Linked DNA regions of Mus musculus: region 2 is linked to region 1. The links are chromatin contacts, called in public HiChIP or PLAC-seq maps. All regions are on one chromosome and are shown on one strand. The core of a region is the stretch at or near the end of the contact, and the rest is flanking DNA. Distances in the headings are between cores, read along the strand shown. Region 1 holds the start of Fbln2 (fibulin 2). Region 2 has its middle 65 kb from the start of Fbln2.

Region 1 (6,392 bases), core at 2,265-4,764:
CTTCTAGGGACTCTCCTTTAATTTGGGACACTAAGGAGGCAGAGGAAGGGAGATCTCTAGGGGTCAGAGGTCAATCTGGTTGACATAATGAGTTGAGGCCAGCCAGAGCTACATAGCAGGATCCTGTCTGAAGAAGCAAGATAAAGCAAACTAAAAACTTCCAGGAAATTTCAGACTCCCTGCTGTATACCCTGCACCTTCTCTGTCCCTACTGTCCCCTTCCCACAAAAGCTCCACCACCACCCCTTTTGCTCACACACAAGCACCAAGGAGAATCTCATCCTAGGCTCCTTGAACTTGCTGTCATTGTCATTGTCATTCATATCTCAGTTTAGAAATCCCTCCTCAAAGAGACCCTTAACCTCATCCCTAAGCCTAGGCTACCAGGATAAGGTCTAGACCAGCCCTCTGCATAGCAAGACTCCATTTCAAAACAACCAAACACATACACATACACACACACACACACACACACACACACACACACACACACACACACACTCCTGGCCATATACCTCTTTCCACAATATGTTCCCATCTGGATCCCACTCCACCCCACCCCATCCTGCCTCCTCCAGTTAGAAAATCAGCTGCATAACAACATGCACAGCATCTGCTTCACCCACCCCCAGCTCCCATGAGCATCTGTACCCGGCCAGAACAAAATGCTAGACAGTCATCCCCATCTCTGCCTCCTCACTGTAAGCTCATGAGCACTGGAAAGTGCCAGAAGTCTCTACTGTGCAGAAGAAAAGACTGAGGTCCAGGAAATGGGGTTGGGAGTAGAGCAGGGCCTCACCTCTAGACTACCTCCCTAGCAAAAAATCTCCAAGAAGCACCAAGGAGAAGCCAGTGTGGCTGCACCCTCCTCATGTCCCCTGAGCTGTAGACAGGCAGCCACATGTCACAGGGGTGCTTAGCATACCTACGATCCGCCACATGCGGAAGATGAGTGTAGAAGATCACAGAAATTTCAGCTTAGAATAACACAGTGGCCACCAGACCCTGAACCACCCATCAAGCAGCTGCCTGCAGGAACATGAACTTGGCTTGTGTGGTATCCTGAGTCCCTCTCTGTGTGGCATCTCCTTTGCCAAGGCCAGCTAGGGAAATAAGAAAAAAACAATTATTCACAGCCTAGCTTCCAAATTTAAGGCACAAGGCCAGAAGATGTCCAAGAGGTCACGCCTGAGTGATGCCATAGATTTACCCCGACTTTGTGATCTCCACTTGAGGGCCACAGGAGTCACAGCAAAGAGGGCTGTCACTCCCATCAGACATCAAAGGGCCAGGCTGTGTGTAATCTTACGCCTGAGCCCCAGGTTCTGCTCTACCATGATCCCAAGGAGCAATCTCTTTGCCTTAGTCATGCCAGGAGCATTTATTGAGCACCTACTGTGTGTCCTCTATGGACGAGACTCAGGAAACTCCAGAGTCACTGACATCCAGGTCTCCCTTTCTCGGGATTCAATGCTGGAAGGACAGAGAGCCTGGAAGAACAGAGAGCTTTGTTCCAGGGTATGAAAATGTTCCTTTGCTTGTTGAATTCTTTCTGAGCCTCCCTTTTCCAGTCAGGAGAACCAGTGTGACTTTACAGAGGAGCTCTCAGAATAACAAGAAGGAAAATTCTATGCGAGGTCTATCTCAGGTCCACCAGGAGCTCTGACCTTCCTCCTATGGGGACACCAGGCCATCACCCCCACAGACCAGCACAAAATGTCTATACTATCATTAGAATCCCCTGTAAACCTGATCCTGGACACTCCCACCTTTGTGGTGACCAACATCCTGAATGGTAGGAGGCTTACTTAAGGCATGGCAGAGCCTAGCCTGGGCTCACCCTTGAGATAGCAATGGATTTAAAAGGCTACAACCAGAACAGGTCTCCAAAGGCCAGACAGGAGCCCAGAAGAAAGATCTGGTAGAGACTGCAACCAAAGGTGCCCCTGGCCCATCCCTAAGGGAAGGCAGCCAGCAGCACTGGTTGAAGCACTCCACAAAAGCATATGAATCCTAACCACCAGAGCTTGCTTTTTTTTTTTTTTTTTTTTCAAGAAAAGACGGAAATCCGGACTTTTCTGTGAAAGCTGCCAGTTAGTAAATGCTGGCAGCTAATTAAATTTTTAAAAACAATAATAGCATACTGAGAGCCAAGCAAAACATGCAGAGCTAGTCACAGCCGGGGCTGGCGGGTCTGCACCTCCAGTCAGATGCTTTCTACATACTACATGAAGGGGTGGGCGGGAAGACAAGAGGTACCCACCCTTGGCAACATCTCCCATCCTGCCTTTCCTCTTGGGGGTCCTGCACACACACACACACACACACACATACTTGGCACCTCTGGAAGGTGAGGCGAGAGCTCCGATCATTCCATCACAAATATGTATTAGCTCCACTCAATGCCAAGCCCAGGGAGCCCTCTGCTGCCACCCACCCACGTCACCCAAGCTCTCCTGGAGAGGGTCAGGTTCAGCATCCTCTGAGCAACAAGGACCCACACACCACAAATTCCTTTTTGTCTCTCTGGCCAGTCATAGAACACCTGCTGGCTCAGACCAACTTCGGACTGGTCCAAGTGGCCATCACCGTGAAGCAGATGGGCACGATCTCAGGCTGGCTGAGGAAGAAAGGATGGACTCTTGCCTAGGAGAGGGGGGGCGGGGAAACAAGAGGTGGTGAGGAGCCAAGCCCACCCCTGAAGACTTAGCCCCTCCTGGGCCCCCTAGGCCACTCCAAGAGTGAGCCAAGACTAACACCAGCAGCCACCTCCTTCTCTCTAGGCTGAGGCTCCCACTCAGCAGGGGAACCGCAGATGCTAGGGACCATGACTCTGTCTGTGAACCTGAGTGTGGGGCCCTCTGTGTCCAACACAGGCCCGTGTGGGAGATGTGTGTGGAATAGCGGATGGAGATAAGCGAAGCATTGAACCAACCGGCACTGAACCAAACTTTCTATGGATGTCGAACGCACACGTGCCTAACACGGACACATATGCATGTCTGAAGGATGCCTAAAACATGCAAGTGTGTGTGAAAGCACTCACGTGCAGAGGGATGTGGGAGAAGTGAACGTGCACAGCCCCTGCACGAGAGATTCTGGGCTGGGTGTTGGGGTGGCCTGTGCCTCTGCAGAGCTTGCAGTAACTTCTGCTAGTGTGAGTGCATGTGTGGCAGTTTGTGACTGAGGGTGGGGTGGTACCAGACCGAGAGGCCCAATCTTTCCCGCCGGGGATGGGGGGCAGCTGGGGGAGTGACCCTGGGAGACCCTGAAGGACTAGTCTGGTGTCTGGAGAGCCAGAGAGACGAGCCAGCGATCAAGAGAACGTGACTGACCTAGAGGAAGCGCGGGGTGGAGATCGAAGGCTCTGTACTTACCCGGTGCTCTGTGTTGAGCTGCGCCGCCGTCAGTCTGTCCGCGCACCCGCCGTCGGTGAATCCAGAGTCCGGGTGGCGCGCGGCTCGGGGTTGGAGAAGAGCGGGACTAGCCAGGCCTTGAGACCCCGCCCCACAGGTCCCGCCTCAGGGCGGGGCCTCGATTTTGCTAAGACTTCGCCCAACCCAGTGCTCAACAAGCCCAAATAGGAGCCCAGGAGCCGGCGCTCTCCTGTCCGGGTCTCTGAGTCCCTCTTTCCACTCCCTCTCACCATGCTTTGGCTATATTGAGACTCAGATGTCTCAGTACTGCGCCACCCTTTAGCTTCTCCTCCTGGACCCAGCACCCTGTGATAGCCAGAGGTACCCAGGCTCAAAGCTGCCCAGGGACAGGTCTGCAGAAACTAGGCATGGGCATGCTCCCATCTTAGTTCTCCACTGTCTAGATCACCCTGCCCTTTTTCTTTTTTTCCTTTCTTTCTTTCTTTCTTTCTTTCTTTCTTTCTTTCTTTCTTTCTTTCTTTCTTTCTTTCTTTCTTTCTCCTCCTCCTCCTCCTCCTCCTCCTCCTCCTCCTCCTCCTCCTCCTCCTCCTTCTTCTTCTTCTTCTTCTTCTTCTTCTTCTTCTTCTTCTTCTCCTCCTCCTCCTCCTCCTCCTCCTCCTCCTCCTCCTCCTCCTCCTCCTCCTTCTTCTTCTTTTTTTATCCTGATTCAGTTGCCTGTACTATGGTGTGGCTTAGCCAATCCTCTTGACCTCTGTGGGTAGGGAGCTGTGGAGAACACTGTCATCCACAGCACAGTGCCCAAGAGGCAGTCAACACTCTGTAAGATATAAACTCAAAACATATCATTACTGGGCCCTTGGCTCCCTGCCCCCCAAATGACAGAGGTGTCTGGTCACCACTGTCCACTCTCAGCAGGCCCAGGGCCTGTGCATGGTAGAAAGTCAACAGTGAGCTTCACTGTCTGAGATCCAGGACTGCTAATCACCTCCCATACCTGCCAGAGATGGATGCCCCTATAGCCACTGCCCGTCATCCTAGGAGCAGCTGTGGCCCAAGAGTAAGACCCCATGGCCCAGAACAGGTGTGAGGCAGCCAAGAGCAAACAAAAAGACAGAGAAGGAAGCTATCTGCCCAGGGTTACATAGCTGCACCTAGAAAGAGCCAGGGAATTGTAGAGGAACCAGGATGGGTTGTGGAGAGCAGAGCTGAATGGAAAAGTCTGACCCAGCCTGCCTCTGTGGGCTCTTTCCACAAACGCCTCTCTCAGGGCCTTTGTGTATGCTGTTAACCTCTACCCGAACACCTCTCCCCCAGGAGCCTAGGGCTGGTGCATCCTTGTTTTGAGATAAAATATCCCCTTTCTGAGACCACATCAGAGCCCTTCTATCCTGCCACTTGGCTGCATTCTCTCCCTGGCTACCTTTTTGAGATTGGTTTATAAATGATCGTTTGTAGAATTACTTAGCAGCTAAGACTTCTTTCCCATGCAGCTGTGTGTCCTTGGGCCAGTCACCTTGGGCAAGTCCCTTCCCTCTGAGTTTTGGCTTACTTCCTCAGGGGCAAACTAAACAATAGGTGTCAAAGCCTACATCAGGGGTTGAGCTGAAATCCCAAAGTTCCAGAGGGGTGTGTTCAGTAAATAGTATATGAGAATAAAGAGCAGATGAAACCCTTCTCTCTATGGCCAAGAGCATAGCTGCAGCAAGCATGGACCCTTTCCCCACTACAAGTCCCGGCTGAGGGAGAGAAGGGAGGCAAGCAGCCAACATTCAGGCTCAGGCTGCAGACAAGGAGCCTGGGCCTGGTTGTCTTTCCACCAGATAACACAGAGGCTGTTTCCCACCTCCGACATTTGAGCCAGAGTCATGGCTCGCCTAGAGCCTGCCAGGACTCTTATCAAGACAGGGTATGCATCACCCACCAGGAATTTGGGGCTGGGGCTTGGCTGACATAGAGTTGGAGGAAGTTATAGGCTGACAAGGTCCAGACAAAGTGCCACAGGGGGCAGAGGTGTTACTCACACCAGTGCTGATCTCACAGCCTCCCTGGGCACTGAGGCGCCAGAGCCAGCAGGCGGAGGGCTCACCTATACCACCTGGCCAACTGGACTGGCTCACAGTTTTTAGGGAAAGGGACTGCAGCTATACCTGGTATATGACCACTCTGTAAATAGCACAAGACACCACCCAAGGGCTTGGGAAGGCCAGCTCTGAGGCTGGGCAGCCTTCCTGAATGACCTTCAGCCTCAGCTTCAGTGTCCCCATGGAGATACTGGAGTTGTGCAGGCAATGCTGGAAGTGGCAACTGGACACACTAAGCCCTTACTTTCATGTTTGTTGTCACTTTATACACCACAAACCTTCACCCTGCATCATCTGTGGGAGAAGAGGTGTCATAAATGTCCCTGGGACTCAAACTTGGAGAGAAAAAAGAGCAACTATTGGGACCAAATCTTGCTGTCATACTAGTATTGTGGAGCCAGGACTCCCTTTGAGAGCTATCCTCCTGCCTCTGGGGACTGATGTGGCTCCCAACCTCCAATAGGCTCTTTGATCCTCCCTCCCACTCTGCCTCTTTGTGTCTCCTGCCCTCCCTTTAACTTTGCAGCCACAGTGCAGGAGCTCCAGTCCGCTGGCTCCCCAGCTGCAGGGAAGAAGACAGTAGACACCAGAGCCACCAGAGCTTTCCAGTGGAGACTCTGCTGTCTCCCCAACCCAGAAAAGGCACTGTGGCTTGAATACCCTTTGAAAGCCCTCAGGCTCCTGAGCCCTGAATGTCCCTGAGGTTGCTGGGGAGGGGGTGATCTAGAGGGTAAACGGTTGCTGGGCAATAGAATCTCCAGGAAGTGGGCCTGGTGGAGCATGGTTAGGTTGTGGGGGCTCCACCCTCAGATGGGATTAATGAGTCTTTCTCAGGCCCTGCTCACTGAGACTTTGTTGTAAAGACCCAGCCTGCCTGCCCCCCACCCCCTCTGACTTCCCGTCTGGACATGTGATCTGTCCCTCTCACAGAGTT
Region 2 (6,488 bases), core at 2,041-4,540, 65 kb before region 1:
AGCTACCTTCTAGTGGCACAGCTCCTGGGTGGGTCTGAGGTACTGGGCCGCTCAGCTCCTGTAGTGACTTATGTTACAGCTCTCAGGCACTGGGTTGCCCTGTGATATCCTGAGTAGTGACAAATGTAGGGTGTCTAAGACCGTTGGCCCTGGAGACTCAGTGGTACCCTGGGATGAAGGCCACAGGTTCTGCCTCTACCTGGGATCTCTGCCTTCTCCCTCCTTCTCTATCCCCTTTACCTCATCCCTAGTTGTCTTAACCCCAACCGTTCTTTGAACTCTTCAACAACCTGTATGGTCATACTCCTTAGGGACGTGACAGTCTCTCCTTGGTGAATTCACTTGGACCTCAATAAAGATCAAAGTGGGTGTGTCCCCCATTACCCTGGGACACACTCCAAGATCCCCACTAGGCACCTAAAATTGTGGGTGGCCCTTAGTCCTATGGATCTTGTGTTTTTGTTTTATATGCTTGCCTATCTTTTTTTTTTTTCCAAGACAGGGTTTCTCTGTATAGCCCTGGCTGTCCTGGAATTCACTCTGTAGACCAGGCTGGTCTACAAAAAAATCAAAAAATCAGAAATCTGCCTGCCTCTGCCTCCCAAGTGCTGGGATTAAAGGCGTGTGCCACTACTGCCTGGCATGATCATTCATTTTATAAATGGAGCATGGTAAGATATTGTGACAGAAATAGTACAGGGCAGTAGCAATACCATGGAGCAAATGCTCTGGGGCGCTGTAGCAAAAGTAATGTGCCTGCTCTCTCCCCTCTCCTCCCTACCCTACTCCCTGTCACTCAGAGAAAGCTCTTCGCTTCACTTCTTCCTTACATGAGGGAGCACTCACAGTTCTTCATATGACTGGAGCACTTATGGATTCTCTTTGTCTGAAGGGAGCACATTTGGCTCCTCTTCCCTTGAGGAGAGCACTCCCAGATCCCCTTCCCATGAAGAGTTCTATCAGTCACGTTTCTGTTGCTGTGATAAAATACCATGACCAAGGAAGGCATGGTCATGGAAGGAAGAAGGATTACGGTTTATGGTTTCAGAGTGATGAGAGTCCCTTAGGGTAAGTATGGCAGCACTCAACAGACTGGGCGACAGAGCAGGAAGCTGAGCGATCTTATTTTCAAGCACAAACACAAAGCAGAGAGAGTGTAGAAACAGAGAAAGGAGGAGTGCTTTCAAGCTGGGAGAGGCTGAGTGCTCTCAAGCCTCCCCCTCAGTGTAGCTCCTCCCCCCTCAGTGTAGCTCCTCCCCCCTCAGTGTAGATCCTCCCCCTCAGTGTAGCTACTCCCCCCTCCGTGTAGATCCTCCCCCCTCAGTGTAGATCCTCCCATAGTTACTCCCACTAGACCACACATAGATACCTCCGCCAAACAGAGTCACCAGCTAGGGACCAAGTGTTTAAATATTTGAGCCTATAGGTGCATTTCCCATTAAAGCACCACAGGGGAGTACTTCCAACCCCTCTTCACACTGAGGGGTGCACTCCTGGCTTCTCTTCAGCCCATCTGGGTTCCCAGCATCACTACCCTTGCCCTCTGGAGCTATCTAAGAAAAGCAAAGGCCACTTTGCTGAGTATGGTGGCCGTGCCTATAACCCTAGTGCTTCAGAAGTGGAGGCAGGAGTCTCAGCTACCCAGTGAGTTCAAGGTCAGCCTGAGCCACAGAAGACTATCTTAAAACAATTAGAGAGTGAACAACAAACACAACCATTTGAATGCCAGGACTGGAATGAGACTGTAGATTCCACAACCAAAACGTCAAATGATACCTGCTTGGCTGTCATGGCAACTGATACTCCAAACATGACTGAGTGTGGAAGAATGGCATTATGTCACTCTATTTGGAAGAGGTCAGAGCCAGAAAACTAGGAATTACCTCTTTTAAATTTTTTATTTTCTTAAATTAATTTTCATTTTATGGGTATGAGTGTTTTGCTTACACGTATGTCTGTTCACCACATGTGTGCCTGGTGCCTGTGGAAGCCAGAAAACCCCCTGGAACCAGAGTTGTGAGCTACTATGTGGGCACTGGGAACTGAACCATCTTCACTTGTAAGGGGGCACTCTAAGCTCCTCTTCAAATGATGGGAGCACCTCCAGATTCTCTCCACCTGAAAGGCCTTTTCAAGTGCAGCAAGCGCTCTTACCTACTGAGCCATCTCAACATCTTATCATTCCTGTGTGTGCATGCACGCTGTGGGTAAATGTGTGCCACCTGTGTGGGTCGGAGGTTAACCCACACAGTTCTTTCCTTCTACCTAGTACCTTTACTCACTGAGCCATTGCACCAATCCCTGGATTATTTGTTTCTGGAACTTTCTCTTTAATGTTCTTGGGTGGCTGTTGATGAAGGAGAACTGGAAGGGAAGGGGAGATCTCAGTGAGAGGACTGCAGCAGCTGGGTCTCGCTGGCAATTCCCTGATGACAGAAACAGGATATCTTTTCACATGCATATCAGCCATCTGCAGGCATGCTTGCTGAGGTGTCTGCTCAGCTTTTTGCCTGCCTTGTAATTGTGTCATTTTCTATTGTTACATTTTAAGAGTCCTTTGTATGCCTTGGACAATAGTCCTTTATCAGCTATGTCATTTGCAATTATTTTCTGCCAGTCTGTGGCCTTCCTTATTCTCCTGGCTTTGGCCACCCTCATAGAATTTTAATCTTTATATGACCCTTGGTAAGCCAGGACCCTCTCTGCCCATCTCTGGGAAATAGGTTGAGCCCCTAGCACAGAACTTGAAGCACGGGGCTGCTGGGAGGCCCTGGTGAATCTGCATCTCCTCAATTTTCTTGGTGGAGAATGTTGCTCACGGACCAGGAAACCCCTGTGCCCTCACAAGTGGTTGTATACCAGGAAGACTCTCACATGTAGATATCCGTTAGTCCTAGGCGGAGCAGAGAAGTTGGCCTTAAGGTGACTATGGGTCCAGACATATGGTTTAAGTATGGACTGTTTGTTTGCTCCAAGTCAGCACTGTGGGTTCCCTCAAGAACCATCTCATTTAACCTCCAACTGTCCCCCACAGACTTCTGTCCCCAGCTCACACTAAACCGGTTCCCAAGCCCCTCTGGGTCACAATGTGACGTTTCAAAACCTCCCACACCACTGAAAACACCTTTCCCCTAAACCTACCTGCCCAAATCCATCTTGGCTCTTAATCATTGGAGTTGGGATGCAGCCACAAGAGGGCGCCCTTGCTCGCCCGTACACCAGAACTCTGCAGGATTGAAGAATCAGCAGACTCAATTTCAGGCCCCCAGACCTCCTGTGAGCCCAACTCACCGCCCCCAGAGGAGGGACTGCCCTGCCCACATCAGGACAGTTCTGTTTGTGCACAAAGAGCTTTGTAATGGCTCCGGGCTACCCTGCAGAAACCATGTGACCTTCAGAAACTCTCAAGAGAACAGCTTGACTTAGGGATCTCAGAAGAGGCCTGGGGCTTCCAGAGAAGTTCAAGGCCTAGAAACATATGTACATTTTCTCACTATTTACATGTTGCTCCAAACTTCTCTAAATGAAACGTCAAGAACCCAGGGGCCACCTGCTACCTCTGTTGCAGGAAGAACCCCGGTTAATAGCACATCCAAGTGGCTTAGGTAGAACACCCCACACACCCTGCCCACCACAGGCCAACAGCAAGTTAGCTCTGTGCCCCTCAGCCTGCCATTTTGGGAAACACATATGCAAGCTGCTGGGTACCACTTTTTGCAGGGAAGCCCTATGCCAGGACAGGTTAGAGCCTAGACACCTGCAGACAGCATGCACTCCTACACATGTGTCCTCTACAGAAGAAGCCTCACACAAGCCCATGCCCATGGTCATGCTGCCCAGGACCCCACAGCTCCAGGCCGATCCTGAGGACGACCCCTGGAAAACCCAAATCCTATGATTCATTCCCAGTCCTCAAAGCTGCTGAGATTCAACCAAGAACATGCAGGATAGGCTGTGGTCCCTGGGAGGGGTCTGTGATGGTCTGAAACAGGCATGTGGTTTCCATCAATGTTCCTGAGCATAAGAGAGCCAAGCTAGCCTTGAGCCCACTCTAGCTGACAATGACTTTGATCCTACTCCTTCTGCCCTCATCTCCCAAGTACTGTGCATTGTGTGCATCACCCAACCACCATTCCCAGTGGAGTTAGGGACTAGTTCTGCTCTCAAGGAGTTGGGTCCATGGAGTAGAAAACAAAACAAAACAGGAAGTAATGAAAATGTAACTCAAAATCCTCTGGTGGGTTGAGCCAGTGTGAGCCAAGCCCCTAGCCTCCGACTGCTTCCACTGAGGGAGAACTGTTCCTGCCCTTGGACCCTCTTCCCTGGCGGGGGGGGGGGGGGGGGAGCTGCCAGGAGTACAGTGACTGTCACCCTCAGAGCGGACAAACCCACAGGTGTGAGAGAGAAGGGCAAAGGGATCACAATCCAACAGGGGACATTTCTAAATCAGCGCAGAGGGGATGAACTGGGCAGCACAGTACAGTGTTCTCTGAGACAAGTGAACCAATGGGAGTCCAGCTGCTCTCCAACGCAGAGGGGACCCAAACAGTTCCACTTTACTCCAAGTATAGAGGGCAGCCAAGTCTGGCATGGGAAGACAAGCAGTGTGTGCTCTGTCACATAAATGGAGTCCTTGAAAGTTGATCTTGGGCTGGAGAGATGGCTCAGAGGTTAAGAGCACTGACTGCTCTTCCAGAGGTCCTGAGTTCAATTCCCCACAACCACATGGTGGCTCACAACCATCTATAATGGGATCTAATGCCCTCTTCTGGTGTGTCTGAAGACACCGACAGTGTACCCACATATATAAAATAAATAAATCTTTAGAAAGAAAAGGGGAGGGAGGGAGGGAGGGAGGGAGGGAGAGGGGGAGGAAGGGAGGAAAGAAAGGAAGGAAGAAAGAAAGAAAGAAAGGAAGGAAGGAAGGAAGGAAGGAAGGAAGGAAGGAAGGAAGGGAAAAAAAGAAGGAAGGAAAGTTGATCTCACTGAAGCTGAGAGCAAGCTCTGGGGAGGGCAGAGAAAGAGCAATCAGTGAGGGATGCAGTGTGGTTGAGGGGGAAATATTCCAGTGTGCCACAGCACAGCACCTGGGAGTGGGGTGTAACTAATTTAGTGTCTCAAAGTAGCCAGAAGAGTTAGAATGTAGTCAGTTTAGAGAAACAATGGAAACCTAAGGTTGTATATACTGTAACAACCCTGTGCGGGTTACTCCTAGGGTAGTTTGAGTGAGTGTTCCCCCCCCCCATCCCCCTACCCCCTCTCAGTATTTGAACACCTGGTTCCCAATTGGTGGCGCTGCTCGGGCAGGCTTAGGAGGTGTGGCCTTGCTGGAGGCAGTGTCACTGGGAGCTTAAAACTTTCTGGTTCCCTCTCTCTGTTTTCTGCTCACAGTTCAAAATGTGAGCTCCAGGCCTGCTGCTGCTCAAGCCACTCTGCTTGCTTTGCTGCCATACCTCCTGCCATGATGAACTGCGTCTCTCTGGAACTGTAATTCCAAAGAAACCTTCCTCTTACAACTTGCCTTTCTCATGTTTCATCACAGCAATAGAAAAGTAACAAGTACACAATGCAATGGACACACTCTCTTGTCTGCAGATGGAGGTCAGAGGTGGAGGGCTGGCCAGCACCTACAGTGCTTCTCCATTCCCAGCACTGAAAAGAATAACTCATGTATATGACAGATATTACATGTTAATCAAAAATTATTTTTAAATCAGGACTGGTAATACAAGCATCTAATCCTAGCTACTCAGGAGTCTGAGACAGAAGGATGTCAAATTCAAAGCCCATCTAGGCAACTTAGAGAGGCCTAACCTGAGGTTAAAGAGAAAAAAGGAAATAACTTAATGGTGGAATACTTGTCTTGCATATGCAGGACCCTAGATTCAATCCCACTTCTGTTTAAAATTTTTAAATGTGTGTGTGTGTGTGTGTGTGTGTGTGTGTGTGTGTTCTTTTCAAGCTAGAGGCCTTATGATGACCATGAGAAGTCTGACGTGAGTTCCCTAAAGCCATGGTCACACAGTTTCATAAAGATATGACTGAGAGAAATCCTGTCAACCCAAAGCCACATGTCCATGAGGATATGACCAGGGCTGGACAAGACTCTCCTCAGACAACCTGCATGAAGGGCAAAATCTTCTGGACCAGGGAGACTCAGTCACACCTGGTGGGTGGAAGTCAGGGGAGGAATTCAGTGGTGGCTAGAGAGCCTGAACCACTATGAAGGCCGAAACTCTTGCTTCTCCTGGAATGTTGTGGGGGAGAGAGGGATGGCCAGTAAGATGGGGAATGCTTCAGCAACTGGAACTGTGGAATGGGAGTCACCGAGACTGCCTGGAAGCAAGACTTGAGACCAATTGCTGACCAGCTTGCAGCCAAGTACTCCTAGAGTTCATGTTCCACGTGGGAAATACTGCTGGATGCAGGCAGCCAAGACAGAGCTACTAAGGAATCCTGGGAGCCTAATGCAGAAGATGCAAGGGGAG

The links. HiChIP or PLAC-seq counts read pairs in DNA pulled down with a chosen protein or histone mark.
Region 2: an H3K27ac HiChIP or PLAC-seq map of VIP interneurons shows a contact between it and region 1, with 2.1 times the contacts expected there. The contact joins the enhancer-like site here to the promoter of Fbln2 in region 1. A contact is called at or near these places in 12 of 39 promoter capture datasets (the 3T3-L1 cell line, 3T3-L1-derived adipocytes, the C10 cell line and 7 more), 14 of 484 Hi-C or Micro-C datasets (the AML12 cell line, the C2C12 cell line, the N1E-115 cell line and 9 more), 11 of 115 datasets of contacts at active chromatin or transcription factors (the NIH/3T3 cell line, T-cell acute lymphoblastic leukemia, VIP interneurons and 7 more) and 3 of 9 other capture datasets (adipose tissue, embryonic stem cells and liver).

Annotation. Positions count from the first base shown.
Region 1 is chr6:91,209,886-91,216,277 of GRCm38.p6, reverse strand. Fbln2 (fibulin 2) reads right to left here and starts at 3,514. Exons shown (of 18, transcript NM_007992.2): 1 at 3,378-3,514.
Region 2 is chr6:91,274,478-91,280,965 of GRCm38.p6, reverse strand. No RefSeq gene overlaps it. Among named protein-coding and RNA genes, the nearest start is that of Fbln2, 65 kb to the right of the region's middle. Within about 2 kb of position 3,290, at least 19 of the 459 cell types and tissues checked have an H3K27ac peak or open chromatin away from gene starts, as enhancers often do. A contact at or near this core is called in VIP interneurons and cortical glia, where this site is marked.